Regions from separate parts of the Mus musculus genome. Here all the other regions are linked to region 3. Evidence: chromatin contacts called from public HiChIP or PLAC-seq data. All regions are on one chromosome and are shown on one strand. The core of a region is the stretch at or near the end of the contact, and the rest is flanking DNA. Distances in the headings are between cores, read along the strand shown. Region 1 has its middle 48 kb from the start of Gm33742. Region 2 has its middle 6.5 kb from the start of Gm33742. Region 3 has its middle 8.6 kb from the start of Mir21a. Region 4 has its middle 26 kb from the start of Gm33742.

The links. HiChIP or PLAC-seq counts read pairs in DNA pulled down with a chosen protein or histone mark.
Region 1: an H3K27ac HiChIP or PLAC-seq map of extraembryonic endoderm stem cells shows a contact between it and region 3, with 4 times the contacts expected there. The contact joins two enhancer-like sites. A contact is called at or near these places in 2 of 484 Hi-C or Micro-C datasets (the AML12 cell line and the G1E-ER4 cell line), 3 of 115 datasets of contacts at active chromatin or transcription factors (extraembryonic endoderm stem cells, large pre-B cells and pancreatic cancer cells) and 1 of 9 other capture datasets (pancreatic islet).
Region 2: a contact with region 3 is called in an H3K27ac HiChIP or PLAC-seq map of extraembryonic endoderm stem cells. The contact joins two enhancer-like sites. A contact is called at or near these places in 2 of 15 datasets of contacts at CTCF or cohesin (large pre-B cells and pro-B cells), 15 of 484 Hi-C or Micro-C datasets (the C2C12 cell line, the G1E-ER4 cell line, bone marrow-derived macrophages and 5 more), 8 of 115 datasets of contacts at active chromatin or transcription factors (embryonic stem cells, extraembryonic endoderm stem cells, large pre-B cells and 2 more) and 1 of 9 other capture datasets (embryonic stem cells).
Region 4: an H3K27ac HiChIP or PLAC-seq map of extraembryonic endoderm stem cells shows a contact between it and region 3. The contact joins two enhancer-like sites. A contact is called at or near these places in 9 of 484 Hi-C or Micro-C datasets (the AML12 cell line, the G1E-ER4 cell line, the HL-1 cell line and 3 more), 7 of 115 datasets of contacts at active chromatin or transcription factors (T-cell acute lymphoblastic leukemia, effector CD8 T cells, embryonic stem cells and 3 more) and 2 of 9 other capture datasets (embryonic stem cells and pancreatic islet).

Annotation. Positions count from the first base shown.
Region 1 is chr11:86,915,261-86,918,343 of GRCm38.p6, forward strand. No RefSeq gene overlaps it. Among named protein-coding and RNA genes, the nearest start is that of Gm33742, 48 kb to the left of the region's middle. Within about 2 kb of position 1,556, at least 45 of the 459 cell types and tissues checked have an H3K27ac peak or open chromatin away from gene starts, as enhancers often do. A contact at or near this core is called in extraembryonic endoderm stem cells, where this site is marked.
Region 2 is chr11:86,873,668-86,876,541 of GRCm38.p6, forward strand. No RefSeq gene overlaps it. Among named protein-coding and RNA genes, the nearest start is that of Gm33742, 6.5 kb to the left of the region's middle. Within about 2 kb of position 1,459, at least 23 of the 459 cell types and tissues checked have an H3K27ac peak or open chromatin away from gene starts, as enhancers often do. A contact at or near this core is called in extraembryonic endoderm stem cells, where this site is marked.
Region 3 is chr11:86,574,073-86,577,132 of GRCm38.p6, forward strand. No RefSeq gene overlaps it. Among named protein-coding and RNA genes, the nearest start is that of Mir21a, 8.6 kb to the right of the region's middle. Within about 2 kb of position 1,734, at least 50 of the 459 cell types and tissues checked have an H3K27ac peak or open chromatin away from gene starts, as enhancers often do. A contact at or near this core is called in extraembryonic endoderm stem cells, where this site is marked.
Region 4 is chr11:86,893,449-86,896,439 of GRCm38.p6, forward strand. No RefSeq gene overlaps it. Among named protein-coding and RNA genes, the nearest start is that of Gm33742, 26 kb to the left of the region's middle. Within about 2 kb of position 1,638, at least 143 of the 459 cell types and tissues checked have an H3K27ac peak or open chromatin away from gene starts, as enhancers often do. A contact at or near this core is called in extraembryonic endoderm stem cells, where this site is marked.

The DNA of each region.
Region 1 (3,083 bases), core at 306-2,805, 340 kb after region 3:
TAATTTCTATTTGCATATATGTCTGTGTGTCTGTGTGTATCTATGCCATGTGCAAGGGGGTGCCCATGGGAGCCAGAAGAGGGAGTCAGATCTCCTAGAACGGGAGCTGCCCTAACATAGGTGCTAGGAACCAAACTCCGGACTGCTTGAAGAGCAGCAAAGGCTATTAACTCAGAGACATTTCTCCAGCCCCTGGCTTTGTCTTTTGAGAGTCTCACTCTAGACTGAACTGGACGTTACTATTTGGATTCTGGTGCCCAGTCCTGGGAGAGCTCAGGCTAACAGTGGAAATCTAGGACACAGCAGGTTGGGAGAGACAATATGTTCTCAGCCTCTCTTCTCAGAGGTAAAACCGTCCTCTCATCCATCTCCTGCCCCATTTGTACCATCCAGAGCTCTCCGATGCCACTTTGGCTATCAATAGTTGGCAGTGAGTTTTGCAATAAACAGCTGCCCAGAGTCAATCGAAACCACATCCTCCAAAAGAGCTGACAGGGGTGGGGGTGAGGGCTGGGGGAAGGGTGGGACACTCAGCTGCCTACCTGCCCTCTAATCCTTTTTCATGCCTCCTACAAAACCATCTACCAGAATTGGAAACGAGAACCATTTCACCTAGATGAGCAGTTCTGAGTATACATATGGTATTTGAGAAACGCTTAGGATGATGAGAGGAAGCCAGGAAGCCAGGAAACCAGGAAGCCATGGCAGCACCAGGACAGGGCTGGTAGCCAAGTGTGGTGGTGCACACCAGTATTCTCAGCATCTGGGAGTTTGAGGCAGGAGGATACAGAGGTCAAGGACAGCTTCCAGAGATGATGTTCCAAAATAAAGTTTTAAAAATGAAGAAGTTGTTGCATTGTTCATCATGAACAAGACTCAGCTTTCCTGCGGAGTCATAACCCCTTCCCTATTGTAGAGAAAAAGCCCCAGGGAGAGCATTGGGTAACAAACATGGCTACAGGGAAACGCAACGGAAGCCCAACCATGAGCTAGAAGAGAAGCAGTCGGGAATTGCCAGCTCTATTGAAGCCAATTTCACCTTTCCTGGTTGGTTTATTTCATGAACAGGATGCCCTCTGGGAGGCCAAACTTGCCTTTCACCTACTCCCATGGCAGACATAAGACGTGGATTTTTGGTTAGCTTTTTTTGTGCTCTCTGCTAACTGGGGACACGGAGGGAGCTGGTCCTGTCTCTACAGCCTCAGAGTGACACTATCACAGAAAGCTGTGGGCCTCTGTCTGTTCTCTGGAGACCTATATGGCTTTGATTTTTAGAGCCCTTCTACATTCGAAGTAAATGCTTGCTTTCCTCAGCCTGTGAGCTCGTGGCTGTGAGGCAAAAGTGCCTCACAGTGAAGCAACCCAGGAGAAGGTGCTTGACTGAGCAAGAGGGAGTGGGGGTCATGGTCTGGGCTCTGGGAACCTGAGTGCCTAGGGCTTTGCGGGCCTGCTTTTCCTCATGACCCTGCCTGTACACCTTTACATCAGCCTCAGCACAGTGGCTGTCACATGGCCTGGTGTTTATGGCAGAGATAACGGCGTCATGGTGATATCTCTCTGTTTGTACACTGACCCCATGGTCCAGGAATCATCACCTGGTCCATGGTAAACTCTGCCCTGTCTTTATCTGTGCAAAAAAAATACCAGGACACTTCTGCCTCAAAGAGGTTGACCCCATTATCAGCTGCTGGGGGAGAGGAAAACACAGCCAGAGTTGCTGTTTACAGCCCGAACTGTGAGTTGGGTAAAAATAGTGCTAGCCGCCTGGTCCAGCTTCAACCCCCCGGCTTCAAACTGCAGAAAGGGATTATTTTGGGAAGAGAAGATTTTCTTTTCCACCCACAGATCTGAAAATGGTCACTTCTCCGGAAGAAGAGAGACAATCCCACACAGAGATGAAACGTAGGCTTTTGTATGGCCTCCCTAGGAGATCACCCCAAGAGCTAGTCTGGCAATGCCCTCCTCTGACAGCCAGGTCTATCCCCAGCCCAGACCTGTGGGTGACCTAGTTCAAGGTACAGTGCAAGTTAATTAGCTTTGACCACAGTGAGAGAAGGCAGGCAGCTGGGCCAGGATGCCTCCTCTCTTCTGTTGACTGGTACTATTCTGAGGCCATTTGCCTTTCAAAACAAAGGGGTGGTGGGGGGACACCTGCTTTCCATTTCTCTCAGGCTCTTTACAAGCATGGTATGGCTATAAAGAGATGAACATATTCCCTTAAGCAGGGTCTGGTATCATCTGAAAGCTGTGGGCTGAAAACCTTGTGTATCCCTAGAGGTTGGGGCCTGAACCCAGGGACATGGAATCTCTTTTGGGCTCAAAAGTTGACCCATATGACACCTAGAGATGTCTTTGTCTTTCTCCCCCCTGTGCTGGGAATTTCTTAAATTTTATCATTTTTATGTGTATGAGTGTTTACCTGCATGGTTTTCTGTGTATCATGCGCATGCCTGGTATCCACTGGGGCCAGAAGAGGGCATCAGATCCCACCCTGGAACTGGATATACTGATGGCTGTGAGCAACCATGTCAATTGTGAGGTTGCTGAGAATTGAACCCATAGACTCTGGAAAAGCAGACAGTGCTCTTAACCATTGAGCAATTTCTCCAGGCCCCTGTACTGGGATTTTAACGCAGATTAAAAAACAAAAAGCTATTCTACAAACACATCTAAGCGGGCTGGAGAGATGTCTCAGTGGTTAGGAGCACTGACTGCTCTTTCAGAGGTCCTGAGTTCAATTCCCAGCAACCACATCGTGGCTCACAACCATCTGTAATGGGATCTGATGCCCTCTTCTGGTGTGTCTGAAGACAGCTACAGTGTACTTATATACATAAAATAAATAAATCTTTAAAAACTAAAGATTGTATCTAAGCACACAATAATGGTACCTGGGTAACTCTAAAGAGGCAGACACATAGGCAGACACATATGGATATCTGCTTAAGACAGGATCTCATGTAGCCCAGGCTGACCTCCATCTCACTATATATCTGAAGATGACCTTGAACTTCTGATCCTTCTGCTTCTGCCTCCCAAGTGCAGGGATTATGGGCTGGTGCCACCATGTCAGTCATTTGTGG
Region 2 (2,874 bases), core at 209-2,708, 300 kb after region 3:
TTTCTGAGGCTAGGGTTAGCAAACCAGGACTTAGATTGGTCAGAGGCAATGAGGAACGGGGTACCTCTTTAGAAAAAAGGGATTCATTAGTCTGCAAGGCTACTGACCCAAATACCACGAGCTGATTGGCTTCAATAGCAGAGTTGTATCGTCTCTTAGATCTGGAATCCAAAAGTCTGAAATCAAAGTTCCGTCTGGGTGGGTCTCTTCTGAGGGCCAAGAGGAGCTGTTCCCTTCCTCTTCATAGCTTCTGGGGTTGCTGGTGAGCTGTGGCACCCCTTGGCATATGGATGTTCCCTTCTTTTCTCTGCCTTCCTCCTCACACGATATTCTCTGTGTGTGTCTGAATTTCTTTTTTGGTTTTAAATTAAATTTTATTTTATCATTCTGTGTGCAAGAGTGTCTTGCCTGCATGTATGCCTGTGGACCATGTATATCCCTGGTGCCCACTAAGGCCAGAAGATATCACTGGATCTCCTGGAATTGGAGTTATCAACAACTGTGAGCTGCCATGTGGGTGGTGGGAATTGAACTCAGGTCCTCAGGAAAAGCAGCCAGTGCTCTTAACCACAGAGCCATCCGACCTTCTGAGAACAGGGACACCTTCATGATGCCTGAACCATTTTCGTCTATAACAGCTATATTTCCAAATCGGGACATGTAGTGGGTTGCTGGGGCTTAGGAATTTTACATGTGATCTGGAGAGAGTAGCCTTCAAGCCCAAGGAAAGGGGTATAGGCAGAGAAAGACCCCTCTATGACACCTGTCCTCTTATTTGTTTTGAGACAGGATTTTGCTATGTAACCTAGGCTGCCTTAGAATTCACCAGTCTTCTACCTTTGGTTTCTGACTGCTGGGATTGTAGGTGTATGCCATCATTCCTGGCCTGGCTTGATTCTTAAATATCAAGCCTTCTTGAATTTCTCCCTACTGAACTCCGTCACAGGGAGCCCTTGATATTCTGGGCTGTGCCTTTTATCCCAGCATGAGGCTTGCCCAGTTACATGCTCCCCATCAGGGATGTATTTCCATCTTTAGCTCCCACCCCCTCCCAGACTGTAGGCCCCCACTTTTTAAAAGCTGTTCTGCTACTGTGACTTGACCCCAGGGCTTGATATATGCTGGACAAGTACTCAGACGCTGAGCTACATCCCCAGCCGTCCGTATCCCTGTCCTAACACACTGTTCTGCAAGCCTGAGCAGACTGTCTCCGAGTGGAGCGTGCTCTTCTCGGAACAGGCTTTGCCTGGCTGCGTGGAGCTAGTCTGGGTGCTTGTCTTGCTGTGCGCTAACCTTTGTAGATAGTGGAGCAAGCCATGCTCCATCCTCAGGGAAACCAGTGGTGCTGGAAGCTCACAGAAGTGGGGCCAAGAAACCTGCACTTAGATGCATGTAGGCAAAGGGACGCTGCAGAACTCAGGTAAGCAGAGTTACAGTGCAACCTGGTGGAGGTAAGGGGGGTTACTCTTGCCACAGAAAAGCCTGCGGGTGAGTCCAACCCTAGAGAGACGCAGGGACAGTCTGGGTGGTTAGGAACCTGGAATTTGCCCTCTAAACCTCGACTTCTGCATCCATAAAATGAAACATATAAGGAAATTTATTTGGAGACATTTTTGAGAGCACTGAATGAATACTAGCATATGGCCTTAGCCTCATGCCTGGTACAAATAATACATTGGTTTCTTTCTCCCCATGAGGACTGCTTTTGGTACATGCCACCTTTTACTGCTTCCACAAGCAAACCGATAAAAATTAGGTAAACTGTGGGGAAATGATAAAGTCAGATATGATGATACGATGACATATACCTGTATATTCCCCAGCAGAAGAATCAGGAGTTTGAGGCCAGCCTCAGCTACATAGTAAGTCTGAGGGCAGTGAATCTCAAAACAAATAAACAAAAAGAGGCAGAGACCAGCTGGGGAGGTGGTTCAGTTTGGTAAAGTATTTGCTAAACAGATGTGAGGGTCTGAGTTCGGATCCCTAGCACCCACTTAAAAAGTCAAGCGTGGTAGCACCTGTCTGAAATCTAGGAAGGAAGACACAGACGGATCCTTGGAGTTCATTGGCCAGTGAGTCTTAATGGATGGGTGAGGTGTGGGTTCAGGAAGAGACACAGTCTCAAAAAAGAAAGTGGAGGGGGTTGGAGAGATGACTCAAAGGTTAAGAGCACTGCCTGTGTTTCCCAAAGACCTGCCTGGTTCAATTCCCAGCACCTACAGCCATCTGTAACTGCAGTCCCAGGGGATCCAGTGCCCTCTTCTGGACACTGTGGGAACTTCATGTACATGGTGTAGAGGCCTGAATGGCAAAAAAAAAAAAAAAAAAAACCCTAAACAAACAAACAAACAAACAAAAAAGCAAAACAAAACAAAAAACCTCATACACATAAAGTAAAATTGGGGGTAGGGGGAGGAACCATGAAGGACCCCAACATGGACCTCTAGCCAGTATACTCATCACGTGCTCACTCGCACACGTAACTCCTCACACACAGGAGGAGGGGGCTGCTTTGGGCTATTTCTACACAGTAGAATGCTTGGCTTCTGACTGTTGATCCATGACAGGAGCTGTCAATTTGCCGTCCACCCTGAGGTTTCTAGCAGCAATCCTGGCATGCACAAGTATCTTTTCCTCCCTCCACAAAGAAAGGGGGCATCTGTGCATCTCTGAGATTTTAACACTAGGCTAGAACTGGGTCCTCTTGAGTGCTAACAATTATCCTACACACTTCCTAAGTTAGCTCAAAAATACCGACACTTAAGAACAGGTCAGAAGCACCTGATCGCTTTGAAGAGATAATTTCCTTAGATGAGACAAGAAGCAAATGAGTCGTCATTATGCACAGCCCCTCCTGCCCCCGAGAAGCCAAAG
Region 3 (3,060 bases), core at 484-2,983:
TAGCATCCGAAGGCATGTACAGCTCTCAGATGACTGGGACACAGTGAAACCTGGTCCTCGGGATTGTGCAGCAAGTGCCCCAACTGCTGAGTTCTCTCCAGCCTCACAAGGAGAATTAGAAATCACTTTTGGTTGGTGGTGCATGTCAGTGATCCAGCACTTGGGAAGCGAAGGCAGGAGGATCAGAGAAGTTCAAGACCAGCCTCAGCTAAATAGCAAGTTCAGGTCCAGCCTGGGCTACATGAAGCCCTATGTTAAATAAACAACAACAAAAAAAAAAAAACAAAACTCTATGGCTGGAAATGTGGCTAAAATAGTGGAGCACGTGCCTAGCATGCTTGAAACCCTAGGATCAACAGCCAGCACTGCATAAAGTGAGCACAGTAGTATATATCTGCACTCCTAGCACTCTGGAGGGCAAGGCAGGAGAGTCAGAAGTTCAGGGTCATCTTGGCTACATAGAGAATTCCAGGCCAGGCTGGGACACGAGATCATATCTCAAAACCAAACAGACCAGTGATGTATTTCAGCAGGTAAGGTCACTGCTGCCAAGCCTCACCATCCGAGTTCAGTCCTCTCAACCTTCAGGGTAGAAGGAAAGAAATGAGCTCTGTAAATTGTCCTTTGACCTGAGTTAGTAATACAATCTAAAAACTGGAGGGCTGGAGAGATAGGTCAGCAGTTGAGAGCACTGGCCCTTCCAAAGGGTGTCCACTTTCCATTCTTAAGCATTTACATAGCAGTGCACTGCCATCTGTAACTCTAGTCCCAGGGCGTCTAAGACTCTGGCCTCTGTGGGCTCAGACAGCATGTTGGCAAAACACCCATATGTATTTTTAAAAATTAAAAAAAAAATTCAAACAAAATGTAATGATGTTTCTGGAGCCTAGAATGTCATGCATAGGAAACAAGCATTCGCCATCGAGCAACACTCCCAGCTCTATCAGAGCACTGAGCCCTGGGTTCATGAGCCCATTACTATTATAACACCTCTTACTCTCTTACACACACATACAAACAGAAACCCCCCAAGGCCTCAAACTCTAGAAAAATATACTAAGGGGCACTCAGGAACTGAGGATAAGTTCCAGGTGAAACTCACTTAGCATGTGCCGGGTCCTGGGTTTGCTTCTCAGCCTCCCCTCACCCCCCACGCAAGTGTGTACATGTGACGGCTAGAGGTCAATACTAGCTACTAGACACAATCTAATTTTTTAAAAATTATACTTGTTTACTTATGTGGCTATTTGTGTGTGGAAGTTGGTTGGTTCTTTCCTTCCACCATGTAGGTCCCGGGGATTGAGCCCAGAGCTTCAGGCTTGTACAGTAAATGCCTTTTCCCACTGAACCCTCCTCCCTTCCCTAGGACTTTTGTTTGGAGACAAAAGTGCACCTTTATGCCCAGCTTTTGTTTTTTGTTTTTGTTTTTTTTGAAGGCAGAGTTTTGAGCTGGAGAGATGGCACAACAGTTAAGAGCACAGGCTGCTCTTCCAGTGGTCTGGAGTTGAAGTCCCAGCACCCACACAGCGGCTTAGTCTTCTGTAGTCGCAGAAGACTAATGCCGTCTTCTGGCCTCCTTGGCGTCAGGCACACGCATGGTGCAATGACACAGGTGAGGACAAGCATAAAGCACTTTACCAACTGAGTTCTCTTGGATCACCGTGTTTGTTGCGTCTAGTTTATGTGCTGTTAGGGAAACCAGGGCTTCCGGCTTGCTAGGCAAACATTTAACAATTGAGCTATATCCCTAACATCTCCCCACCCCCTTGTTTGTTCTTGAGACAAAGTCTTACTGTGTAGCTCTGGAACTTGCTATGTAAATCAGGCTGGCTTCAAACTCCTTCTGCGTCTTGTACAGGAATGAAAGGTGTGTACCACCACCAGGCCTGACATCTTTTTTCCTGCTCTATTGTTCAGTCTGGCCTTGAACTCCTAGCTCAAGACAGGCCTCTTTCTGTCTCAGCCTCTCAAGTAACTGAGACTTCAGACACACACTGGTGTGGCCAAGGAAAAGAATTTATTAAAGGATGTTAACCCCCACATGGAAAGAGTCTGAAGAATGGAGACTGAGGTCTAGTGAGTCAGCCACTGTAACAAAGGGTAGAAAGAGTTAGTTAGGAACTTTTTTACTTCCTTCTGCAGGGACTAGGAAACCCCCTCCCTGCCCCCAACACACACACAAGGTCTCATGCATCCCAGGGTCACCTCTGACTTGCTAGGATGACCTTGAACTTATTTTTACCTAGGTGATGGGTGTAGAGGCACCTGATAGGTGCATAGGCCCCTGTGGAGACCAGAAGAATATATGGGATCCCCTGGAACTGGGATGCTGTCACCCCAAACTTGGGTCCTTGGGAATAACAGCAAGTGTTAACTACTGAGACTATTAAGCCATCTCCTCCTGAGGTGTGGCCTTAAGTCTGTCATCATCTCCTCTATGTTGGGATTATTGGTTTGCAAAAAATTGGTATGCAGTGCATGGCCATAGACCCAGGGCTTCATGCATGCTAGGCAAGCTCTCTGCCACTTAAGCTACATCTTCTCTATGGATTCTTTGTACAAGTGTTTTGCTTGTATGTGTGTGTGTATGGGTACCATGAAAATGCCCAGCGCCCACAGAAGTCTGAGGGCAATGGATCCTTTGGAAGAACAACAGGTGCTCTTAGCAGCAGAGCTGTTTCTCCATCTTTGCTTCCTTTATCTTTGAAGGAAGCAAAGGCAGAGAGAGCATCTGAGAATTGAATTGATTGCTACATGCTTAAGAGACCACACAGCATCCCTCTCGCTGAAATGCCTGCTTATATCTTTACAGATTGGGCATCTCATTATGCCAGATCCCATGAGAACCCTTGTGGTCTTTGAAAACAAGGCAGGAACTTACAAGTGGAATTTGCTTTCCCCATTCTCCACCCCAGGAGTCCACACAAGTTAAGCCTCTCTTGCTGAACTCTGATGCTCCTGCAAGGTGGTATCACTGTGGTTACATGTCATTTATTCTGAATATCTATTCAGTCAGCTTCAGTAAGCAACAACTCTTCTACTAAATAACATGTAAACAAC
Region 4 (2,991 bases), core at 388-2,887, 320 kb after region 3:
TAGCTGAGCCGTGTGTCCTCCTCCACCACAGCATCCACCGCTCCTTCCATCCTGATCCTTTCTGTTCCCAGGCAGGTATCCTGTATGCCTAGCCTTTCCGTAGCCATTTGTACTTAAGATCCTGTACTGTGGTGGGGTGTCATGTGCTACCGAGGCCCCTAACCTCCAGCACTAGCTGGTAACGCTACTGTGTCTCATCTCCCTGCTTGAAAACAGATGTGCACACAGGTATGGTGGCACATTCCTGTAATCTCAGCAGCTGGGCACCGAGGCAGGAGAATCTCTGTGACTTCCAGGCCAGCCTGGTTTACATAGTGGAGTTCTAGAGCTACATAGTGAGGCCCTGTCTTGGAGGAGGAGGAGGAGGAGGAGGAGGAGGAGGAGGAGGAGGAGGAGGAGGAGGAGGAGGAGGAGTCAAGGCACAAAGGCTTGATTGCGCTGCGTGAGACCCTGTCTCAAATAAACAAATCATTATTTAAAAGGATAAAACTGGAAAGGCTGGCAGAGCTATCTGACTGGCACCTGCTCTTTCCTTTTTCTAACAAGCCTCCCTTCCCATCAGCTCCATCCGCCCACCTCATTGCCAGGCTGTTATTTCCCTTAAACCTAGGGTACCTTCTTCCCAGCTCCCCCCGCTTCCTTCCTCTCTCAGTAAACAAGCACGTTGGTCCCCCTCTGCCTTCAGAGTTTTACCGTTAATCACGGCGGGGGAACAGACAGGAAATAACAACCGGGACGTGGCGAAGTTTAAGACGACTTGCCAGTCTTAGTCACAGCCCTGGTGCCCTGAAATGAGCGCACCTGGAAGAGCGCTCCTCCCTTTGCGAGCCTCTCAAAGCAGGTAGGATGGGCAGAGAGGGGCTGTACAGTGCCGCCGAGAACAGCGGGAGAAGCCCTGCCTTGACTGGGAGCAGCCGTTAGGTGGCAGCACAGGGCACGTCTTTCCAGGTCTTTCCACAACGGATGGGCCAAAGTGAGGCACCGAATTTTCTAGGAAGGGATAACCTAGAACCATATCAGGGCAGGCATTTGGGCTGAGACCAGCGAAAAGTGAGTCAGCCAAGACTCCCCGTGACACCGTGCTGTCTGGCAGCCAGCTGGGGCACGCGGGTGTCTGCTTCCTCTGGTAGAAGATTCTACGGCAGACCTTAGGCCCAATAGAATATTTTCACCCTGACATCTAGATTTTAACTTTTATTTTAATGTTTTTTTCCCTCTCTCTAGTTTTGTTTTTTGTTTCTTTGAGATAGCATCTCATGTAGCCCAGGCTGGCCTCAGACTCCCTCTGTGATCAGGAATGACCTTAAATGACGGATCTCATTGCTTCTGCCTCCAAGGGCTGAGCTTAAATGAATGCCACACGACACCTCGATCTTAAAGGCAAGCCATCCGAAGCCCAGACATTGGCCTGCCCTCCTGTTGGTTCTGTGCTGGGAACCCATTCCAGTGTGGGTATGGCTTCACTAGTGCCAGCCGAGTATATGTCTGTCCTCTGGTTTCAAAGTATTAATGGACGTCTACTTGGTATAACTAAAGTACTATTAACTTGAGCCAGGCATGGTGACATAGGTCTGGAATCATCCCTAGGGAGGTGGAGGTAGGAGGTTAGAAGTTCAAAGCCAGCCTCATCTACATAGTTGGCTATGCAGCAAATTCAAGGTCAGCTTGGGCTACATGATAGCCTGTCTCTGGGGTAGGGAGTTGGGGGACTAATTTGATTTTTCCTAGTTTCTAGTGTGAAACTAGGGGGAGAATCTTTGCACGTGGTAGAGTGGGCTTATGGGACACGGGTAAAGAAAAACAAGCTTTCTTTCTGCCTCCAGCTACCTATCCACTTGGGAGAAACGTGAGAGCCTATAGTCCAGATAGCGGGAGTCTGCAGCCTCAGCGCTCCATGCTGAATGGAATGCAAGCCTTTTTAGGGAACTAGCTGGTACAATCGTGCCTCTTATCAAGAGTGGCCTAGCATTACAGGGCCGGGCCATGCACACCCAAAATAACTCACCAGTCCTCTCAAATGACATTAGTAAAACCAAATGTATTCCTAGAATTTAAACACAGGCTCAAACAACTGCCCCCGTAACAAAACCGTGTTCTCAGACTTCAACTAATTTAGGGGACAGGTCAGTGATCAAAGCAAAGAAAGGCCTTATTATAAGGTAGCATTGGCTTGAAGGCTCTGGCCTCAGAAGGGAAATTTCCCTAGAAAACAACTCCTGATTCAAAGCTTACTGGTTAAAAAAAAAAAAAAAAAAAAAAAAAAAGAAGCAAGTCCAGGACTCCCAGCAGGCGGAGTCTGCGACTCTGAAACTATGAAGTCCCAGAAGCAGCTTCAGCTCTCCCTCAATGGACACTTGAAACCACACGGTGCAGGCATGCCTCAGAAAAAGGCAGCCTTTATGCTGAGCAGACCTCCTTGGAGCCTCAGCATGGTGGTACACACTTGTAATCCCAGCACTAGGGAGGCTAAGGCAGAAGGGAGTTTGAGGACCAGCCTGGGCTACATAGAGACTTTCAAGCAAACCTAGGCTATAAGCAAGAATCTATCTCCAAAAAGTGAATACTAAGGTTCATACTAAGGCAGGGCACTGGATATCACAAGATCTTATGAGGTGCAGGCAGACAGGAGGATCGGGACTTCCTTGCCTATATAGCTAGCTAAAGGACAAGCTGGGATACATGTGACCCATTCTGAGTCTACCCAGGAGAAAAGACCACCAATAACAGAACATCACACTTCCTTTGCTAAAACAGTTCTTAGCTCAAGGAGTACAGATTCTAGAACACACACCAAACATGTGGGAAATGGCAATTAAGACATGCCACATTGGGAAAAGAATAAACACACAAAACAAAACAAAATAAAAAAGAAATACCGCATCAGACATCAGGGCCAGTGAACCAGTGAACTGGCTCGACAAGTTGTCCTCAGACTTCCACAGGGACATACTCCACACTCGCATGCGCACACACACACACACAAACAAATGT